Linked DNA regions of Canis lupus: region 2 is linked to region 1. Evidence: chromatin contacts called from public Hi-C data. All regions are on one chromosome and are shown on one strand. The core of a region is the stretch at or near the end of the contact, and the rest is flanking DNA. Distances in the headings are between cores, read along the strand shown.

Region 1 (3,954 bases), core at 1,052-3,551:
CTCAACCAACTGAACCACCCAAGGGCCCCTGGGCCTCCAAGCAATCTTTTACATAGTGGCTCTCATGGCTGTGATCAGAATTTGGATAACTATGAGTTCTTATCTTCCTATGAATTTAAGAAAAAAATTTTAGGTCAGTTCCATAGTGCAAATGGACAATAATTTATTCTGTATTTCTCTGACAATAATCCAGGGACTGGTATTGGTTTTATCTCAATAAACCAATTTATGAATTTATCTCAACTTTTTATGTTAACTTGATTTTACTTTTTAGAGTATTTTGTTCACAAAAAGCTAATAAGTTCATATGTTTACTTCTTACTGTCTGAAACATTCATTATTCATTGCTGATGCATCCATCCAGTTAGAGGCAATTGTAATAGTTCATGAGAAGGATCTTGGTGGCCTGATCTGGCCTGACACCATAGAGCTGGAGAGAAGTACTGGGTTGTAAACATATCAGGAGGCCAAATTTGCAGAATCTGTGAGTGATTGGGTGTAGAGGAGAAGCTAACTTTAAGCAACTTGCAGGTTTCTGACTTAGGTAGCTGGATCAACTAACTAGGAATAGGATTTTTTTTTGGAATAGAAACAGATTTGGTGTTAAAAATGAGTTCATTTTTGACCAGGTGTTATATAGATTATCTTTTAAATGTCTCTGTGGTATTTTCTATTCTATTATTCATTTCATTTTGCAAATGCTGGTCTCTAGTCACTCAACTGATTTTGGACCCACTAATGGATTATGACTCACAGTTTGAAAACCACTGCAGTGCATATTTTTACTTACATGTCTCTGGATGGGAGACATATCTGGGTTTGAAACAGATGTGCAGATGAAACATCAGCAGAGAGGTGGTAAATGGATCTACAGAAATAGATGAACTGGCTCAGGGAGAGAGTAAAAAGAGAAGCATAGAAGTCAAAGACCTAATTGTGAGATACAGGAAAATGGCACAGAGGAAGACAGGAACGTGTATGCTATGGAAGCCAATGCAAGAAATGGTTTTGACAAAGAAGGAATAATGTTCAGTGCAGTTCAATGCTGCTAGGAGGTTGAACATTAATCACTGAGAAGTTTCCAATTCTGAGATGACTAGGTACTGGTCACCCTTGTGAAAGACATGTCAGGGTGTTAAAAGGAAGGATCTAGACTTCTGTAGGTTGAAGAAGGAGCAGGAAGTGGAGAAATACAAATAGAGTTAGACAACTCCTTCAAAAAGTCTGTCTCTGAAATAAAACTTCGAGATCAGTGGGAAGGAAAGAAGAAAATCAGTGGTAGGGAAGAAATAGTACTGTACTTCCTCTTAGTTGTAAAACTTCCTGTTTCAAGGTCAGGGCAGCTCCCTGGGGCCAGCCCTACAATCACAGCATTAAATGAATAAATCCATACTTGCCTTATGTTTGCACTCTTGTATGGTTATGTGGTCTTTCATTCTGAGTATCCTTGTATATTAACATAAACATGTAAATTATACAAATATTACATAAATTATACATAAATATTATATATAATAATATAGAGAGGTATATATATTTTTGCCTCTAGTCTGAAAAGAACATATTTAGGTGAGTGTATCAGCAAAATTCCTTTCTAAAATAATTTTTAAAAATAAAATAAACTTTATTTACTTGAGAGAGAGCATGAATGGGGGGTGGGGCAGAGGGAGAGGGAGAAGCAGACTCCCCACCAAGCAGAGAGCCCAACACTGGGCTCCATCCCAGCACCCCAAGATCATGACCTGAGCCAAAAGGCAGACACTTAACCAACTGAGCCACCCAGGTGCCCTTCAGTAAGGTTTCTAAGTTGTTTTTTTATGTTGAAGGATTCAGGTGTCCCCAGGATACCCTTAGCTGTAACAGAACAATGGAGCTTTGGCTGGAGAATGCCCTAGTACAAGATATATATTAGCATCAAGGCCTGCCCATCTTCCTTCTAGTATGATTCAAAGTATGAGCTGAAGACTTGACTTCTTTCAGTGGCAGAAATGTTATTCAAGGCTTTATTTGCACATGCCTTGAGTTTCAGTTTCAGGAGGTAAACGAGTGATTATATTTCAGTTTCGATATCTGTCCAATTATCAGCTATGTCAAGACACATAATTGTCCCATATTTGAGTCATTGCCAATGGTTAGTAATAACCACAATCTCCTTGACATTTCTGTCAAAAATATCCTATGGTTTCTAAATTAAAACCTGCCAACCTTAAGAAACACAGATAAGGGAGATATTATAAGGTCTCAGTGGAAAGATAGTTTGCTTTAGAACCCAGTTTCTCAGCCAGTAGGGCAGAGTACTTATGTAAAACTCTTCTCTCTCATTGGCCTTTGGTTAAAATCACTTTGAGATTTCCGGAGAGCTGTATTGATTGTAAACCAGAAGTAGTTACAAATTATGACCTGTCTTTTACACTGTTTAATTAAAAGCATATGAAGAAATTAAGAGAATTAAGTGGTCACAGCTATTGAAAGGAAACTCTAGGGCAGCCCCGGTAGCCCAGTGGTTTAGCACCGCCTTCAGCCCAGGTTGTGATCCCAGAGACCCAGGATCGAGTCCCACATCGGGCTCCCTGTATGGAGCCTGCTTCTGTCTGTATCTGTGTGTCTCTCATGAATAAATAAATAAAATCTAAAAAAAGTAAACTCTAATTTCTCCTTTCCTGGTTATTTCAAAATATTCATACTCCTTCTTATTTGGAATGATGTTCAGTACACAAACAAGATATTATGTCAGATAATAGGTCAAGTGATTCAGCTTCTCAGCTTTTCCTGGAAACCAGTCTTTTCCAGGACTGGGAAGCTAGAGGTGTCACACGGTCAAAAATGCTTCCATCTACTGGTCAAATTCAGAAATACACTAAGTGTTCCTCGGCCTAAAATAACCAGTCTAGAGAACACAAAACACCCAAATTGAATGGAGCTTGGCCTTGAGGCTCAGATGCTAAAAAGGGTAAGTTTCCCACTGATAGTGAAGGTAAATTCCAATAAAAAAGCAGGGCACTCTCAGAGGTGAAGTAGAGGAGTAAATGTTAGAACTCAAAATCCCCAAGGCTCTGCTAATATGTTATTTTGCCAACCTAGAAATAAGTAGGTAATAGGCAACAGGTGATTGTGATTGCTTTGAAATATTCAGGTGCAAAATGTTCTCTTTTTTGCATATTACCAGACTTAATAGGCTCTGGAATTCTGAATCTGAAACCAGTAAATGGAAGGTTTGAGGTCAACTGGCCTTTTTCTCAATGCCTAGTTGGGTCAGTGGCTCCCTCATGGTCAGTCATTTTAATTCATTCCTGTGGGTGAAAATACGTGACTGTTCTCCTTTCTGTCACAGGGAATTGATTTGCCATGGTGAGCAGTCGCCAGAGAAGACAATGGAATTTGTCCCATTCCTATGATAACTTGAAATACAAAATGTCAGGCTGCTTGGCCTAGGGGAAGGTGCTGTAGGTTACAGGCACCATGGCCAAGTCTCTCCAGCACCCTTTGCTCCTGTTGACAGTCACCCTCCTGGGCTGTTAGCTGGCTGAATTAATTCACAGCTGCCCTTTATCAGGACTTCATCTGCATTGTTAGCATTCCTTCTAACCTGCAGCCTCTATTCATTTAATGGTTATCTGATGGTGACTGATATTGGGTGAAGAGGAATGTTCAAATTGTGCTGGCTTTGGCAAGTGGGAGCTCAAATAGCAGAACTTCAGTTTAAAAGGAGAATATTTGCTTACTGATATGTGATTTTTGTTAGTAGGACAGTGGAATGGGAGAGAAAAAGGATTCCAAGGAAATATTCTGGCAAAGGGGACTTGAAAGAATGATGTTCCATGAACTTTATTTATTAATTTGTTTGGCCAAAAGGTGGGAAGAAAGAAACAAGGTAGGCAGGCAAAGAACAGATAAGATAGGAACAATTTCTGCAAATTAGTCTTGGCTACTTTCCAGGCAAACATTATGTAGTTG
Region 2 (3,928 bases), core at 1,132-3,631, 490 kb after region 1:
TTACTATCTCACATCCAATTAGGGGAACTCGGCAAAAGGAAATCCTATAGCAAAATGCCATATACCTTACAATTTAAATACATACTCCTTGAGGATAGCAACTTGGCAAAGAGAGAACTGGACCCTTTCCCTAGAAGACCCATCATTCGGGTCCGTGGCAGATCATTGGCCTGAAATCCCAGCATTTGTAAATACACACCCAAGAGGGACAAGATCCCTCCAATGAAAGGTATAGGTTTTCTTTCCCCCTTTTTTTCCATTCCTGCTTCTCTCATAGTTTCCCAGAGGTACTCAGGTTTCTGGGGGAATATTTTCAGCACACATTGAACTGACCAGCAGGTTTCTATCCCTGCCCCAACAGTCCCTCCACTGTGATCAGGCCTTTCGGCCCGAAAAACGGGAGTGCTATCACTTGGGGAAGGCCTTTGTGCTTGAGATAAATAACTCCTATGCCTCTGTCAGCTTTCTTTGACAAGATAGCTCTTCCCTGCCACCATACAGATCACCCTCCTATCTGTAAAGCACGTCAGAGGATAAAATTCTTTTCCTTGTTTCGTTAAAAGAAGCCAAGTTCCAAGAAAATCCAGAGGGATTCCCACAGTCCCTTTTTACCAAAAATAGGCGTATCCTGCTTTTTCGTGGGCCTCTTTGAAACCTTCCACTGGAGCTGATCCGTGTAAAACTAGCAAATTGGGTGAACGAGTAGGGAGCCATCAGCTGGCCGTCCCTCCAAAAACTGTTCCTAAGTACTTCATATTATGAAGAATTAAGAGCAAGTGGAAAGGAAAAAAATTGCCTTTCAAGGAGCACACAGGATGCTAGGGAAGAAGGAAGGAGTGGGACTTGTATGGCTGCTGACTCTGGAATCTTCAGATCTGTTTGGATGAGTCATTACCCATGACTTCTACAATAGGAATCTGATTTGACTAATCATTCGATAGAAACTTTTATTTCTGTCTCTCAGCATGTGAAATCTATCCGACTGTCAGGTTTCCTTATTGCTTGAGCAACAAAGCAACAAGTGTCCCAGGAACATACTTGTCATCTTCCAGAAGTACTCGGTGTATGTTGAGTAACTAGAAAGCGTTCATGCTGTAACCCACACACGTGCACCTTGTCACACAACACTCCCACACAAGAAGAGTGAAACTGCCCTTTGATGAAGGCAAACTCGTGGGTGTTTCCAGCAGTTAGGAGTCCTGCCAGGTGTGAGCTCAAAGAAGGAAGGTGAACCCGAGGGCTTCCCCTGCCCTGCCTGTGGCTGAGCTCCTTATTTGGTAAAGCTCCTACCTGCGTCCTGTGTCTCCGTCCGGGCCAGCCCGATGGCGCAGGACACAGCGGGGGAAGTGTGGCTGCTGACATCCCAGCCCTAAGAGATGAATGGAATTCCAGGCAGCTGGAGTCATGCTGGCTTGAGACAGTGGTTTGGAGACCAGACTTCCAATGACAGAAGCATTGAGCCGCCGCGCTCGTGGTAGTTGGTGCACCCACAGAAATGTAACCCACCCCTCGGTTTCGGGAGCTAAAAAAATGAAAAGAACGTTGAGGGAGGCAAAAAGGAAATAAGATGATAGGTGGAGGGTAATTTATTACTTGATGGGCCTGTTCTGTGAATAGTCTAAGACCCCAGAGCCAGATGCTTCCGCAAGTCCTCCAACCAGGAGTCACGTTAAGAAGCACGAGTGGGCACAGAAACTGTTTTTCAAGCCGCAAAGCCCGTTTTGGCTGCAGGGAGGTTCTAGGAGGCCGTTCCCTCCGGGGTCGCGGCCAGCAGGCGGCGGCCGGCGCGGGCCCCTCCATCCGAGTGCAAGACCGCCCCCAAGCGGCCAGCCGCGGAGGCGCCGTGCAGCGCGGGGGGCGGCGGCGGGGCCCTGGGCGCCCGGCGGCGGGGCCGCGAGCGGCGATCGCCCGCCGGGCGGAGGGAGGAGGGTCGCCCCGGCCGGAGCCCCAGCGGGTCCCATTTACCCCCGACGGGATCGTTGGGCTTCACCGACGGGCTCGGTCCCCGAGCGTCAGCCGCGGCCCAGGTGTTCCGGGAGACGGCTCTGCCCCAAAGTCCCGCCCCCGCCCCCGCCCCCGCCCGGGGGCTAAGGCCGGTGCCGGCTCCCGGGGCTCCCTCCCGCCTCCCGCGGCCCGAGCGCCGAGCGCCCGCGCGTCCAGGCGGCGTGGGCGGGCTCCTGGGGCAGGGACTCCGCCGCCCCCGCCCCCGCCCCCGCCCCCGCCCGCTCGCGCTACTCCGGCTGGAAAGGGAGGCTGCGGCGGCGGGGGGCGGAGACAGGGGCCCAGCCTGCCCCCCTCCCGCGGGCCCCGCCGCCTCCCATTGGCCGGAGGCAACCCCAGGAATGTGCGCGCGCCCTTAAAGGCGCACCGCCCCGCCGCCCCGCCAGCCACTGCCTCGAGCGGCCTCCCGCCCCGCGCCTCTCCGGACTCGGCGCCGCCCCGGCCCGCTGCACCCGAGCGCACAGGTGAGGCGCCCCGCTCAGCCGCCCTGAGCCCGAGGCTTCGGCCCTCGGGGAGCCCGGGTCTCCCGGTGCCCGCCGCCCCGCGCCCCCGGGCTCCCCCCTCCGGCCGTGGGGTTCACACACCAGCTCGTCAGGACCCCCCAGGACTTTCTTTCTCCCCACACCTCTCTCTGAGCCGTCGGGAGGGGAGTCTCGACTTCCCCGTGCCTCCCCGCGCCCCCAGACCGCATCTCCTGCCCCCCCTCGACTTCCCCAGCCAGAGCCCCCAGGTTGCTGGTCTTTGCCCCAGCGCCACCCGCCCCCGACTTTAAAACCCGTCTCCCCCCCTCACTCTTTCTTCCTGATGCCCCGTCCAAAGTGAGTACTGTTGCCCCTCGTTCCGGCAGACGTGAGGCCAGAGGGGGATCCGCCAGGGCCCTGGCCCCAAGCCCGGCGCCCGGTTGTGCCCGCTCTCCCTGCGCGGCCGCTCTGACCCCGGGGTCTGCTTCCCGCTACAGGCTCCCGGCTGGGCACGAGCGGCTCCACCATGGGGCTGGCCTGGGCACTCGGCGTCCTGTTCCTGTTGCGTGTGTGCGCCTCCAGCCGCCTTCCAGGTGAGTCTAGGTAACACCTTCTGAGCGGGGAGGGCAGATGAGGAGGTGCCGGTTACCCCGAGGACACCCCCTCCCGTGCTCTCTTGTGCCAGCCTTCCCCCGGCGCCCTCGGGGACCATCAGCAGGCAGCTTCCCCCGACCACAGTGCGGATTCAGTTCTTCCAGTGGTTGCCCAGTTCTTGCCCTGCCCTTTTGCCCCGCACCCCCGGCCTCAGCCTAGTTGGCTCACTGTGTGCCCTGCTCCTGTTGAACAGAGTCTGGGGGAGACAACAGCGTGTTCGACATCTTTGAACTCACGGGGGCTGCCCGGAGGGGCTCTGGGCGCCGGCTGGTGAAGGGTCCTGACCCCTCCAGCCCAGCTTTCCGCATCGAGGATGCCAACCTGATCCCCCCCGTGCCTGATGACAAGTTCCAAGACCTAGTGGATGCTGTGCGCGCAGAGAAAGGCTTCCTTCTCCTGGCCTCCCTGAGGCAGATGAAGAAGACCCGAGGCACGCTGCTGGCCATAGAACGGAAAGACCACTCTGGCCAGGTCTTCAGCGTGGTCTCCAACGGCAGAGCCGGCACCCTGGACCTGAGCCTGACCGTGCAGGGCATGCAACACGTGGTGTCGGTGGAAGAAGCGCTGCTGGCCACCGGCCAGTGGAAGAGCATCACCCTGTTCGTGCAGGAGGACAGGGCCCAGCTGTACATTGACTGTGAGAAGATGGAGAACGCCGAGCTGGATGTCCCCATCCAGAGCATCTTCACCAGGGACCTGGCCAGCGTGGCCAGACTCCGCATCGCGAAAGGAGGGGTCAACGACAACTTCCAGGTGAGGCCTCTCCTCCCGTTCGTGGGGTCGGCTGCTGACCTGTCAGGAGGGCTGTAGCG

Evidence for each region. A called contact is a pair of places that touch in the nucleus more often than the background predicts.
Region 2: a Hi-C map of amygdala shows a contact between it and region 1, with 2.8 times the contacts expected there. The contact joins the promoter of THBS1 here to the enhancer-like site in region 1. A contact is called at or near these places in 2 of 9 Hi-C or Micro-C datasets (amygdala and skin fibroblasts).

The regions. Positions count from the first base shown.
Region 1 is chr30:6,561,525-6,565,478 of UU_Cfam_GSD_1.0, forward strand. The region is part of intron 6 of LOC102155895 (a long non-coding RNA gene); the gene reads right to left. Among named protein-coding and RNA genes, the nearest start is that of RASGRP1, 360 kb to the left of the region's middle. Within about 2 kb of position 2,302, at least 5 of the 20 cell types and tissues checked have an H3K27ac peak or open chromatin away from gene starts, as enhancers often do.
Region 2 is chr30:7,052,860-7,056,787 of UU_Cfam_GSD_1.0, forward strand. It overlaps THBS1 (thrombospondin-1), which reads left to right and starts at 2,382. Exons shown (of 22, transcript XM_038580015.1): 1 at 2,382-2,465; 2 at 2,960-3,055; 3 at 3,310-3,869. The coding sequence starts at 2,989. LOC102155568 (a long non-coding RNA gene) reads right to left here and starts at 2,080. Exons shown (of 3, transcript XR_005381494.1): 1 at 1,966-2,080; 2 at 1,291-1,522.